5 separate regions of the Mus musculus genome follow, and regions 2, 3, 4 and 5 are each linked to region 1. Evidence: chromatin contacts called from public HiCAR-type and promoter capture Hi-C data. All regions are on one chromosome and are shown on one strand. Each heading gives the region's core, a stretch centred on a gene start, on an enhancer-like site or on the middle of the called end of the contact. The rest is flanking DNA. Distances are from core to core; before and after follow the strand shown. Region 1 holds the start of Arl5b (ADP-ribosylation factor-like 5B). Region 2 holds the start of Skida1 (SKI/DACH domain containing 1). Region 3 holds the start of Itga8 (integrin alpha 8). Region 4 holds the start of Mindy3 (MINDY lysine 48 deubiquitinase 3). Region 5 overlaps Nebl (nebulette).

Region 1 (2,530 bases), core at 13-2,512:
ATCAGCATTTATTAGTTTAGGCAATATTCAACTGTATTTGTGAGCATCTATCATTTGTTTCAGTCAGAGTAAGTTTCTTTTCCTTCAGGTTAGCAAAACTTTCAAATTTCTAAATTCTAACCTGAAAAGGGCGTTAGAGAATCTTAAGTCGGCTTTTTAATAATGAGGCCAAAAGTAGAAATGATAAGTTTGCGCAACCACAAACTCATTCAAATTTGTAGTCCAACGGATGATCATTAAAGCTATGTTTGAACAGGATCAGTACAACTTTTCCTCTGTAGGAGAGGCTGGAGCTATGGTTTAGTATCAAGAAGTTGTTGTGATCTTGTACCCGAGTTTTCAAGTCTTCACTGTCCTTTGAAGTGTAGCACTAGCAGGGCATCTTTTTTTTGTTTGTTTTGTTTTTCGAGACAGGGTTTCTCTGTGTAGCCCTGGCTGTCCTGGAACTCACTCTGTAGAACAGGCTGGCCTTGAATTCAAGAAATCCGCGTGCTTCTGCCTCCCGAGTGCTGGGATTAAAGGTGTGCGCCACCACGCCCGGCCACTAGCAGGGCATCTTAAGCTATACTCATTTGTTTTATTTGGAATAGGTCATGGGACAGTTTACCTTGTTACAAGGTCAGGCTGGCAGGCTTCTTCTCTGGTTATGTGGGGCCCGCCAGGTGGCCTCAAGGACTAGTCTGGCCTATGAAGTTTCCAGTTTCAACTGGTAAGGATTTTGAGATTAACTACCACACCTAACGCTTGGCCAAACTGATGGCACTTTGATTTTAGAAACTTAACTGGACCCTGGCTACAGGCATTCCAGCACGCACGTCCCTATCAATTCCATTCAGAATTAAGAATCACGCTAGAATCCCAACACTGGGACAGGAACGGAAACCCACTCCTCCGCTTCAGTCAGAGGACCGCGCCAGCTGAGGTTCCTCAGGCGGTCAGCAGCGAGGGACGCGGTGGCCAGGCCTCGGGGATGACCGCTGCTCTGGACCTCAGTCCGCGTTTCTTCAGAGTGGCAGGAGAGGGAGCGCGCGCCGAGGAAATCCCCAGATCGGCCACACCCCGCCTCCGCAGACGCCAAGCCCGCCCACCATCCGCACACCGGAAGTGTACAGGGAGGACCCGCCACGTCCCAGGCGCCCGCTGACGTCAGCGCGCCGACGTCACGTGCCGACCTTCCGGCGATGGGTGGTCCCGGGCGTAGGTGGGGAGGCGGGGCGGGGGCGGGGCTCGTGGCCAGCCCAGGCTGTGCAGGGTAGGTGGGCGCAGACCGAGCGACTACGGGTCGGGGCTGGGCTCAGCGCGCTGCGAACAAAGGAGTCTGCGGCGGTTCCCGGCTCCGCGGAGGACCAAAGCTTCGCTGGACTCTTGAGGCTCCGCGGCTCCGGATCGGCTTCCCCTCGGTTCCACCGCGGGCGCCGCGGCACCTGCCGCCGAGTGCTGCCCAGGAAGTCTGTCCCGTCCGGGGCTCATGATGGGGCTGATCTTCGCTAAACTGTGGAGCCTTTTTTGTAACCAAGGTGAGGCCGGCGGGAGGGTGGACGCGGCGCTGGCAAGTCCAGATTGAGATCTGGATAGGGTTCGGGGTAGAACTCGGATCTGGGGACCCGGAGCCCGGGCAGGGGACGCACCCGATGGCCAGGAATCCCACGCGTGTGCAGCTTTTAGCCAACCAAGGTGAAAACATATTCCTGCAATCTGTTTGCGGGCCTTTCCGGTCTCAGCGAACCATCTTTTAGGTCTGATTAGCCCCAAGAAAGTGTCTCCCCGAGAACCCAAAACTTTCCGTTTGTTTAACACGAAACAGGAGTTTTGCACTGTTTACCTTCCTCTTGTCTATGCCAATGCACCTTCACGTTGTCTGACTTGGCTCTGATTTCTGTTCGTCAAGACTTAGAATGAGTGAGTATTCAGGTGCACGGGTTTCTGAAATTTTTACACATACACACAGCTTCCCCTCCTCCCCGTAGGCGTGAAAAAAAAAATCTAAATGCTCTCGGTTATGTGTAAGATGTTACGTGGCCGTAATTATTCTAGAACAGGTCATGAATTACCTAGAAGTTGTAAAACCTGTTCCGAGGCAGAATAAGCAATGCTGTCTTGAGAAGAGTCACTACTAGACAGAAAGGGGTCCAATGATAAAGTCTTCGTCTTTCTTGTAACAGAATGGTTTCTGAGTATTAAGACCAAATTTTGTTCCCATTTGTTTCATTTTGTAGGGCATGATTTATAAACTACTTTTGTTTTTATGAAGGTACCAAGTCTTTGCCATTATTAAGGTCCTTTGTTTTGTGGATTTAAACCGTGAAATCATTTTGAATGGCATTAATTCACTTGTTCTGAACGCTGATTTTTAAAAAGCCCCTTTCAAGCTTATGAATACATGCAAGCACACTGGCACATGTGTGTGTATGCAAGTACCACAGATAAATACTCCCTTTTAAGTGACTTTGGAGTGTCCAAACTGAAGCTCCCGGCGATGTTTCTCAGTAATGTCATGCACTATTTTTCAGCAACTTAACATTTTCTAATG
Region 2 (2,530 bases), core at 24-2,523, 3.0 Mb after region 1:
GGCTGCATGGTCGGAGTAGGAGCTGGACTCGGAGTCGCTGCTACAACTCTCGGGAAAGCTTCCTAGATGGGGTTGCGGCCGGTGGTGATGAGAGGGGTGGTGACTCGGCGTTGGCTGCTGGGCTCGGTGGTGATGGTGATGATGATGGTGGTGATGGTGATGGTGGTGGTGGGGAGGCGGGCAGAAGCTGTTGACCAGATGAAACCTCTCCAAGCAAGTGGCCCCGGCCGCCGCCGCCGCAGCAGCAGCCGCCGCTGCTGCCGCCGCCGCCGCCTTGGCTTTGTAGGATCTGGGCAGCAGCAGCAGGCGCCGGGCTCCGGCGTGAGGCGGGAGCAGGCAGTTCTTGGCGCCCCCGCGCTTGCGCTTGCAGCGGTAAGTCAGGCTCACTGGGCCTCCCGCGCCGGTCGCCGCCTTGGGCTGAGGCCCGGCAGTCTGGTAGTAGGCGGCGGCGGCGGCGGCAGCAGCAGCGGCGGCGGCGGCGGCGGCGGCTGCAGCCGGGTGCTTGCTGCACAGCAGGCTCCGAAAATAAGCGGGGTCCGAGTGGAAGGCGACGTAGTTTCCCTGGAGCTGGGCAGTTTCATAGTTTAAAGAGGATTTGCAAGGCGAGCGAACGATCTCCGGGTAGTGGGAGCCCGGGTATTTGCTAAAAATCTGAGGTAGATGGGCGGCGGGGCGCGCGGCGGCGGCGCCCGGACGCTGGGACTGCGCGCTGATTGGCAGGGGCCGCGCGGCTCCGCTCAGGCCCCGCCAAAGTTGGTGCTTGTCCTTCCAAAAAGCCGGGCGGGGGCTGGCGGCGGCGGCGCGCTCTGGCGGCGGCGCCTTTGTGGCCAGGGCCCGACCGACTCTCCTTCGCTTGGTCTTGAGCACACGCTCGGTTTTGCAGGATGTGTAGAGCGCTTCTACGTCTTCCCGGGAGATGAGCGTGCATTTGGCCGCGTGGAAGGCGATACTGTTGATTGCTTTGAGTTTCCGCAACTCCTCCAGATCGCAGTGGTGCTTTTTCACTTTCAGATGATCCATGCGCTTGTGCACGGTCGTCCTCGGGATGTTTTTCAGCAGATCTGTGAAGACTTGGGAGAGAGCAAACATTTGCTTCCCTTTAATGATGAGGTAGCCGAGCCTCACGCCATCCACCTCTTCGAAACCTGACTTCAGGTCTCCCATCTCGGGCACTAAATGATCCCCACCATTTGCAGTAAATATATACGTGACGCATACATACACATGTATGTATGTTAATCCTCCGCCAGATGCTGCGTGTGTCTCAAGGCATCCTGCTAATAAAATAACAAAGACTGTTATTCCCGGCGAAGGGAGTGCCAAACTCTAGGCGAATTACTGGGGGGTTGGGGGGGGGGAAGAAAAACCCCAAGAAATTACACTGACTTGATTCTCGCTTTTTTTTTTTTTTTTTTTTTTTTTGGTTTTCGTTTTTTTAAAAAAGAGGGAAAAGACCATCCGGTTTCAGCTCTGCCAGTGTGTTGGTCTGAGTCCTCGATGCGGATCAGTACCTGGGCCCCGCTACTCCTTCCTTCTCCATTGGAGCACTATGATAATGGAATGTGAAGGGAGAAAGAGAAAAGAAATGCAGCTGCTATTCCCGCCGCTGCTTTAGCTACAAATAAAATGACAGAGTGAAGTGAGCTCGTCCGGAGACACCTTCATCAATTAATTCCCCTAAAGCCAACGCTGATTGGACACTCCTGACAGGTGATGCAATAAAAATTGATATTCCACCCCTTCCCCCCAAAATCTCCTACTAATTAGCATACCCTTATACTGCCACCTCCCCTCCCAAAGTAAATAATACAGCCGGTATATAAATCTTTCCATTAAACTATCGGAGCTCAGAAACAGCCTGACTCACAGACTTCATCAGAAGCAGTGTATGTACGAGAGAGAGAGAGAGAGAGAGAGAGAGAGAGAGAGAGAGAGAGAGAGAGAGAGAGAGAGAGAACCGTATATTCCCCTTTAAAGAAATACTGCCTATTTTTGCTTTATTTGCATTTTACCGATACAGCTATTATCGTTTCAAAGGAAAGCATTTAAAAAACATTATCAAGCTCAAATAGATATACCCCACCCTTCTTTTCTTTGGAAAATGAAGCTTAAGGGAAAACGTGCAGAATAGCCTGGTATTTCCCTTCTGGGAGTGGAGGAGACTGGCTGGGAGCTCTAAAGTTAAACCCTGAGGTGACCCAGCCCAGTACAGACTTACGTTGGCAATTTCTCTCGAGTCCCCCCACCCCCCATGCCTTTTACAACCAGAAACAAAGTTATTTGACCAAGAAAGCAGTTCGAGGCTCCACCTCAGGAACATGTAACAATTCAATTGGATTTCGCTTCTTTGCTGAGGAGTGGGGCAGGGGGAAGGTAGTTTCTCGTCAGGCCCATAACAAAGCACAGATAAGCCAGAGATGAGTACACTTTTCACCATTAACTAGCCTGGAGTAGAGGTGAGGTCATTCTAGAGTGCCCAGCACCGGCCTGAGCTGGAAGCTTGTCCACAGGTCCGAATTCCAGGGAGCAG
Region 3 (2,530 bases), core at 22-2,521, 2.8 Mb before region 1:
TCCTCCCCTAGTGTTCACCTCTGAACAGTAGGGAAACGGATGTTACCAGATGCATCCAAACACTCAGATTTACATTAGGAGGGGGGGAAAGAACACTAAATTGCCGCGAGGAATGGCTCTGGTTCTTTTCAACCAGGGGCCACACTACAGGTTAGCATCACTTACTGGTGGTGTCAAACGGTATCTGCTTGCACTGTGCAGACCTCTCTGAGGGCCAGGGACAGTAGTAGACAGCTCCCCCTTCTACGATATCCGGCTGGCTAGTGTTGGCTTTGGGTGCCCCCACTAAGACACTGGCTCTGCAAAGAGATTGGAGAAAGTCACTCCTCTGGGAACATTTACCCGTGTGCCCAGTCTGTAGAAGCATGCCCACCGGACTGCGGCAGCAGCGGCAGGCACAAACAGGTTTATTGTGGAAAGACTGCCAAACTTGATTTCCTCTTTGGAAGCCTATGAGCACCAGAAACCTGGTTTTGGAAGAGGCTGCTAATGGTTCTGCCTGTCTAGGTGGAGGTAGGTGGAGACTGTGATGGGGAAGGCAGATCCCAACTGTCTGCAACCTAAGGCGCTATGAGATTCCGTAGGAACAGACTGCGCGGTCCTTATTTTAAAACTGACCTGAGTCTGTCCCGCCCCACTCTCTCCTTTGTATAATGCTCTTGTCTTTGAATCCGAACTTATATACCAGTGGAGCATCTCCAATCCCAGATTCATGGGCACATCTATTTAGCATAAGTCAGGAGGAAAGATGTTGGTAGCAGGCAAAGAGCAGAATCCGACCCGGAGTGGGCAGTTGCCTGAAATATCAGACATCCTTTCCTCCTGGCTGCGGAGACCTCTGAGAGACAGAGACAGGACCTGGAATCGCGCGCCACCAAGCCACCAACCCAACCCAGCAACTTACGTGCGCGCATCAGGTATGTAGAAGTCCAGTGAGTAGCCGAAGTAGCTGCCCTCGGGGCCACTGTACACAGTGAGCTTGTCCACATCCAAGTTGAACGCCAGACACGCAGGGGACCACAGCATCCCCAGCGCGGCCGAGACGCAACAGAGACGCGCGAACGGAGGTGCCCGGTTCCCCGGGGGACCACAGTGGGTTCCCGCAGACATCGCCCTCCTTCCCGAACGCTGTTCACCCGGGATCGGGAGCCGTGGAGCCCAGAGGAGAAGGCCTGACGCTCCCCAGAGGCCGGTGTCCCGGGTCGGTGAGCTAGGAGCGTCCACAGTGACAGTCCTCTCGCCCTGTGCGGCCCGCCGACCCCGCTGCTCTGGGCTTGCAGCAGCGGATCCCGCGCTCGACCCTCTCCAGCCCCTGGCTGGGGCCGGCGCGCTCTTCGCGCCCTCTAGCGGCTAGTTCTCAGGCTGCAGGACGGAGCTTGCGGTCTAGGACCGGGCAAGTGCCTGTTGAGCCCGCTAGATTTCGAGTCTCTAGTTTAAGGACCATCTAAATTTTATGGATGTCACCTCAAGTCATTGTTTTGGAGAAGCGGTGTTCCATATGCGGCGAGAATTTAATGATTTCCCAATATTGCGCAGCTCGGATACAAGCATACAAAAGAGTATACCAACTCCAGAAAAGAGTGGTTATATGGCTGTCACCTCTACCTTTGAGGGTAAATCAGTTTCTTCCTCAGTAAATGGGATTTGATAATGGAATGTAAGAACCCTCTTCCTCTCCTATTCCGCTGACATACTAATACAAAAATCCTGTAGGTTTTCTCAGTCTTTCTCAAGGGCATCTCTGGCACATTGTATGATTTGGTATAAACCTCTATCCTATGAGGTTGTGATGAAGGACTGCAAAGTCAGAAATGCTGCAGTTAACAGTTTTCAAAAGCAGGGCTTGGGAGTGAAAGTTTGAGACAACAGGATCTCTTCCTCACCAGTACTAGTTGTTGATCTTTCGAGGAGCCCGAAGGTGAAGGGAGCAGACTAGAACTGTGTGTATAAATGGTTTTTTATAAATACAAACTTTTCAGGACATAGATTGGTGATAAAAAAAACAACATGACTCTGAGGTCACACAGAATTTAAGTGTAGGCAAAGAAGTGTGGGACATGGTGACACATACCTGAAATCCCAACACTGTTTTGTTTGGGGGCAGGGGCTGTAATAAGAGGATCTTTTGTTGGACAGCCTGGGCTAACCTAACAAGTTCAAGACTAGCCTGAGAAGGCTGTGTTAAATATATATATATATATATATATATATATATATATATATATATATACACACACACACGTGTGTGTGTGTGTGAGAGAGAGACAGAGACAGAGACAGAGACAGAGAGACAGAGAGAGAGACAGAGAAGGGGCAAGCTGTTTCTGGGTAATTTCAGGAAAGTTGGAAACAAATTTAGATGTAGACAAGAATTTGAATAGGAGACTTAGATTTGGACCTCCCGGAAGCAGATGAGGGAAACACTGAAGGCACTAATCTCCTAGCATTAGATGACCATGTACAAGATCGTAGTGAAAAGGAGTATCCAAGGAGTGGTCTGAAATAGGGCTGGATGGATCCTGAGACCAGG
Region 4 (2,530 bases), core at 15-2,514, 2.6 Mb before region 1:
GGAGATGTAATGATCTTAACAGTGGCACCCTCTTTGTATCACACATTGCAGTCCCAGGGCCCCTCCCCTTTCACTCCTGCAGCAGGTTAGCCCAGAGTGGCAGAGGCACTTGCGTTCTTTGGTAAACACTCTCTCACTCAAACTCTTCCTCATCAAAAGCCATTTAGAGCAATGGTTCTCAACCTGTGGGTCGCGACCCCCTGGGAGTCGCATATTAGATATTTATATTACTACGTAACCGTAGCAAAATTACAGTTATGAAGTACTTTTATACAAAATACTTTTATAATTAGGGGTTACCACAACATGAGGAGCTGCATAAAAGGGTCACAACATTAGGATGGCTGAGAACCACTAATTGGAGCAGGGGTACTAGCTCTGGGTATCCAACAGGCCAGAGCAATGGCAATAGAACCTAACACAGAGTACCCGAGGTGTCTGAGCCGGGTTATTGGAATCAAGTCCGGGATCTAGAACTGAGCGCAGAGTCCCGAAAGTGGTCAGAGCAGGGGTACTGGGATCAAACTCTGTAGGAAAGAGTGCGAGTACCGGAAGATTAGAGTTGTACTAGTACCAAGCGCCGGTACAGGGAAAGAAAGCGAGTGCGGGAAGCCGAGCAGCCGCAGCTGGGGTACTGGGACCAAGGGCTGGTACGGGGAAAGAGTGCGGATACTAGAGGGACTGAAGCCGGGATACTAAGCGCGAGCACAGGGAAGGAGTGAGGGGACCGGAGGGGCTGGAGCTACTGGGACAGAACGCGGGTGCCCCGAGTGCCTAAAGCGTGGTTACTGGGACCAAGCACGGGTACTGGTGAAGAATGGGCATTGGGGCCAAGCGCCAGGTACCCGAGGTGATGGGGTCGGGGCGAGATGGTGGAGCGGGGGTAATGGGACCGAAAGAGGCGTCCTGGCCCGACTCCCGGAGCCCAAGCTGAGCGGCTGGAACGGAGCCCTGCCTTGGTACCTTGCGTCCAGCGGCAGAAGATGGTGTCCGACAGTCCGGGACTGCTCTTGGTGCCCCACACCAGCTCCAGCAGCTCTTTGGTCACTTCGGACATGATGGGAACTGGACAAGAAGTGGGTCTTTGCTTCTCGGACTCCGGTCCCGGAACATAGGGAAGGGGAGGCTCGAGAAAAGGGCAGCGGGACGGCAGCGGTCGGACGCGAACGGGAGGTCGAGATGGGTGAGGGCAGCACACTGCCGGCACAGACCGCCTGTCAAGCCGGGCGAAGCGGCAACTAGGAGTTTCCCCTGCCGGAAGCGGCCTGACTTCCGGCTTCCTTTAGCCCCGCCCCCGCGGAGGGCTGGGAGAAAAAAAAAAAATCTCTTCCCCGGAAGCAGAAGTGGAGAGAGAGTCTCTAAACGCTAGGAGACTTTGGCTTTTTTTGGGAGCTGTCCTGTTTGGGGATAGTTGGACTATTGACTTTTGCACTGCCCTACCAGGGGGCTGAGACCTCCTCTCCTGGACTCTGCTCTACTTTTTTTCTTAACCTTTTTTAAAAAATTGATTTCTGCTCTACTTTTGTAGCAGGCTTTGAGGCTTTTGCTGTTACCTGGTCCTTGAAATCTAGAATATTATGTAAGCTAGAATTATAAGAGGATGGGCTATACCCTTGAGTTGAAAGTTGCCTTCCTCAGTCTCTTGATAAACCTTAAAAAAAAAAAAATCCAACCAAGTCATTAGCTAGTTACACCTGTAAATGCATTTGTGTATTTAAAATACCTCTACAGGTATAACACATTACAAAGCTAACTGGGGCTAAGCTGACCTAAACCAACCAATTGATAAATAGCACAGATTTCATATCGAAATTTTAAGGCCCCTATGTTGGCAGTACTTGGGATTAAAGACCCAGGTTTTATTCAAGGATTAACATTCCATTATACTTAGTATGAAAACTATTTGTGGCATTTAAAAAAGAATTTTCATTGGTTGGCTTTGACAATTAGGAATGGAAAGGGCAAATGTGCATTATAAAAGTTTGTGGACATTGGGGTGTTTGTTTGCTTATTTGTTTCTGGAATGCAGTATTTCATACTTATTTGGAAGTCGGACTCTGAGTCATGAAAACCCCAGACTCTTCCATGCTGAATATCAAGTTAGCTTCACTCCACCTTTGATTGTTGTTCCCTAAATTAGTAATTGCCATACACTTATCACCATTACACATATTGTGAGGTATAAAAGAAAAAAAATGTGTAAAAGGATCCAGGTCCTTTCTGGCATATGGAATATATTCACAAAACAAGGGATATTTTATTCATTAAGATATTTTGTGGCAATTTGATGCAACACCAATGACTCACATTTTAGGCACCTTGCTATTTAATATAGTAATTTTTCAAGACACATAGTTTGCTGATTTCAAAATACAGATATCTTATCTTGTTCCACGTTAACTAGTTAAGATAAATGAACTCATTTTAAATCACCCAGTTTGAAAACAAGGGTTTCCTAATGTATAGTTTTTTTAAAGCATTCTTCCCTGTAGTACCAGGGGATTGCTAAAAATACCTGTTGTGACCACGG
Region 5 (2,530 bases), core at 20-2,519, 2.3 Mb after region 1:
CAAGAAACTATGGATGCTATCTCTTCCCTTCCTCACGGGCCTTCCTCACGGGGGAGGAGGGGGCGTGGGTGAGTGGGGGTGGGGGGAACACCCTCTGGGAATGTTTCTACTCAGGAAGTTTTCAGTTTTGCTTCAATGTCATCAAAACATCAAGACACTGAAACCAAAGGGTAAATGTTTCCTTCAAGGCCTTCTACAAGAGAAGTTTACTTCACAAGATATTTGTGTGTGTATGCGTGCATGTGTGAGAGTCTCCGGCATGGAAGCCGGGGGTCAGTGCCAAGTGTCTTCTTCCGTGGCTTTCAACTGTATTTATTGAGGCAAGAGCTCTCACTGAATCCCGGAGCTTACCAGTTAGCTAGGTTGGTTGGCCAGCAAGCCCACTGAGTCCTCCAGGCTCGGCTTCCCAGCCCTTAGTCTCCAAGCACGCATCACCACACCTGGAGGTTTTATGTGGGTGCTGGAGATCTGAGCTCAGATTCTCATACTTCATGCTTAGGTAGCAAGAACTTTACTCACTGAAAAGTCTCCCAGGCCCAGTGGTTCTTCTTTTCTGGTGCTGTTTTAGGTTATAGAAGCTTTAGGAAGCAGGGCCCCCAGGGGGAAAGTGGGTCACAGGAAGAAGCAGCTTTTGAGAGTTTTAACTGAACTCTGCTTGTGGTCCAAGCTCTCTGCTTTCTGGTTAGCCAAGAGGTGAGGAGTCATAGTTACAAGATTCTACAACCAATAATACTACCATGCCTTTCCTGACGTGATGAACTGTATACTCTTGTAAACCCTGGGCCAAAACAAATCCTCCTCCCTTGTATCATTCTGTCAGCGACTGGGTCAGGGATTTTCTCATAGCAGTGAGATGAGGAGCAACAGGAGCAGCGACAGGAGAGCTTTGCCATGGTACAGCTGATGGGATTTTCTAATGACTTCAACACAGAGAAGGCATAAAGGACAAAAATGCAGAATGATTCCAAAGAGGGTGGCTCTACAACCTGAAAAGCTGTAGCTGTCACTTAGCAAGTCATAAGCCCAGGGAAGTACAAATTCACAGGAGATAGGATAATGTGATGGCTAGCTCTAGGTTTTAAGTTTAAATTTCTATGCTTATGAGATCTATGAGACAAAAATGCCTCTAACGTATAAGCCCCACTTGTCCACAGATAGATAACTTCCTGGAATGCTGGTGCTGTGGTTTGTGCAAGATAACAAGCCACGTATTTTTGCTTCTGTAACGTTCGGTTACCCTTAGTTGCACAAGATGTGTGCTTGGTCACATGTAGAAAGGAAGTACATTCGCAGGATGTATACTGGCCTCTGATTGCACAAAGGTAGGAAGTGCACAGCTCTGTGAATGTTGCCTTTATTATAACCTGCTGACTAATGTAATATAGGGTCATATTTTGAGTATGAGTCTTGGGTAGAGACCTAGTCTGTATCCATGTTCTTCTTATTTATGAAAATTTATTCATGGTCAGAATGGTAAATCTCCGAAAGACTTCATACCCATAACAATAGTTTGTTAGTTTATGAACGCAGGCTAGTTTTGAATGTATGAAGTTTGTATGTCACTATTCTATTGAAGAAACAAGGTGGATCTCATTCATTATGCTTTGCTTCACCTAAAATGAATAGAAACAGGGGCATATTTTCATGTGTCTTAAAGACTCTTCCATGAAACATAGATACCTTCTGATGTTGAATCGCCTGAGTTGATGTCATCAAACTTACTTGTACATTTTAAGTTCTGTTTCATACCTCTATGCCTACCTGAAAAACTAGGAAGTGTCCCTAAAGAAAAATTGTATTAGCCTTGTAATGGTTGCCTTCCAATGGCAGAAACTTATAAATACATCTCCAAAGAGTCAATTTGACTTCATAAGGCCTTCTTCATTATAGTAATCCATCACTGTGAGCCAAAAATCTACCTCTGTACCTTCATTTGAAATAATGTTTCTGGGCTAGGTATATAGTAGAGTGGTTGCCTAGCAGTCAAGAAGCCCAATATTCTACTACAACACCGCTCACTCACTAACTATCTAAATACAGAAACAAATAAACAAGTAAACAAACAGGCTGTATGTGTATATGTCTATAGTATATTTGCATGCATGTATATGTGTTCTCATGTACTTTCGTGAGTATGTATGTGGAAGCACAAACTGAACATCTTCCTCAGTAGCTCTTTACCATATTCACTGAAGCAAAGTCTGCCATTTGAATCCAGAACTTACCAATATAGGCTGGTCTAGCTAGGCAACCTGCTCCCAGATGCCCTGTCTCTGCCTTGTCAGGATGGGGTTACAAAGGCGCTGCCATACGCACTGGGTGTCTTTGTGGTTTCTGGGAATCTAAATTGAACTTTTCGTGTTTATGTGGCAAGTGTTTTATCCATGTAATTAAATATTTTGAGAGTTCTTAACTACATGACATGATATATGTCTATAAACAGGAGGCTGAGGCAGGAAGATAAGTTATTTTTAGCCATATTCTTCAACATCTTATATAAGTGGAAAAATATTTGTTTGCACTTTTTCTC

The links. Promoter capture Hi-C pulls out the DNA fragments that hold promoters and counts their contacts. HiCAR-type assays count read pairs that join an accessible place to other places.
Region 2: a contact with region 1 is called in a promoter capture Hi-C map of second pharyngeal arch cranial neural crest. The contact joins the promoter of Skida1 here to the promoter of Arl5b in region 1. A contact is called at or near these places in 7 of 39 promoter capture datasets (the 3T3-L1 cell line, the C10 cell line, cranial neural crest and 4 more), 7 of 484 Hi-C or Micro-C datasets (Sertoli cells, cerebellum, muscle stem cells and 2 more), 8 of 115 datasets of contacts at active chromatin or transcription factors (acute myeloid leukemia, astrocytes, differentiating embryonic stem cells and 5 more) and 3 of 9 other capture datasets (adipose tissue, embryonic stem cells and liver).
Region 3: a contact with region 1 is called in a HiCAR-type map of astrocytes, with 6 times the contacts expected there. The contact joins the promoter of Itga8 here to the promoter of Arl5b in region 1. A contact is called at or near these places in 2 of 39 promoter capture datasets (cranial neural crest and pre-B cells) and 1 of 115 datasets of contacts at active chromatin or transcription factors (astrocytes).
Region 4: a contact with region 1 is called in a HiCAR-type map of astrocytes, with 10 times the contacts expected there. The contact joins the promoter of Mindy3 here to the promoter of Arl5b in region 1. A contact is called at or near these places in 2 of 39 promoter capture datasets (hippocampal neurons and pre-B cells), 4 of 484 Hi-C or Micro-C datasets (CD4 T cells and uterus), 4 of 115 datasets of contacts at active chromatin or transcription factors (astrocytes, embryonic forebrain, large pre-B cells and 1 more) and 2 of 9 other capture datasets (adipose tissue and liver).
Region 5: a contact with region 1 is called in a promoter capture Hi-C map of the C10 cell line, with 10 times the contacts expected there. The contact joins the enhancer-like site here to the promoter of Arl5b in region 1. A contact is called at or near these places in 4 of 39 promoter capture datasets (the C10 cell line, cranial neural crest, hippocampal neurons and 1 more) and 8 of 115 datasets of contacts at active chromatin or transcription factors (DN3 thymocytes, acute myeloid leukemia, astrocytes and 5 more).

What each region holds. Positions count from the first base shown.
Region 1 is chr2:15,054,058-15,056,587 of GRCm38.p6, forward strand. It overlaps Arl5b (ADP-ribosylation factor-like 5B), which reads left to right and starts at 1,263. Exons shown (of 6, transcript NM_029466.5): 1 at 1,263-1,517. The coding sequence starts at 1,472. It also overlaps a transcript of Nsun6 not described here.
Region 2 is chr2:18,047,176-18,049,705 of GRCm38.p6, forward strand. It overlaps Skida1 (SKI/DACH domain containing 1), which reads right to left and starts at 1,274. Exons shown (of 1, transcript NM_028317.3): 1 at 1-1,274. The coding sequence starts at 1,164.
Region 3 is chr2:12,300,673-12,303,202 of GRCm38.p6, forward strand. Itga8 (integrin alpha 8) reads right to left here and starts at 1,272. Exons shown (of 30, transcript NM_001001309.3): 1 at 905-1,272; 2 at 166-299. The coding sequence starts at 1,110. It overlaps E030013I19Rik (RIKEN cDNA E030013I19 gene), which reads left to right and starts at 574. Exons shown (of 2, transcript NR_040353.1): 1 at 574-917.
Region 4 is chr2:12,418,196-12,420,725 of GRCm38.p6, forward strand. It overlaps Mindy3 (MINDY lysine 48 deubiquitinase 3), which reads right to left and starts at 1,265. Exons shown (of 15, transcript NM_024185.4): 1 at 964-1,265. The coding sequence starts at 1,057.
Region 5 is chr2:17,364,637-17,367,166 of GRCm38.p6, forward strand. All of the region lies in intron 24 of Nebl (nebulette), which reads right to left. Among named protein-coding and RNA genes, the nearest start is that of Nebl, 97 kb to the right of the region's middle. Within about 2 kb of position 1,270, at least 74 of the 459 cell types and tissues checked have an H3K27ac peak or open chromatin away from gene starts, as enhancers often do. A contact at or near this core is called in acute myeloid leukemia and pro-B cells, where this site is marked.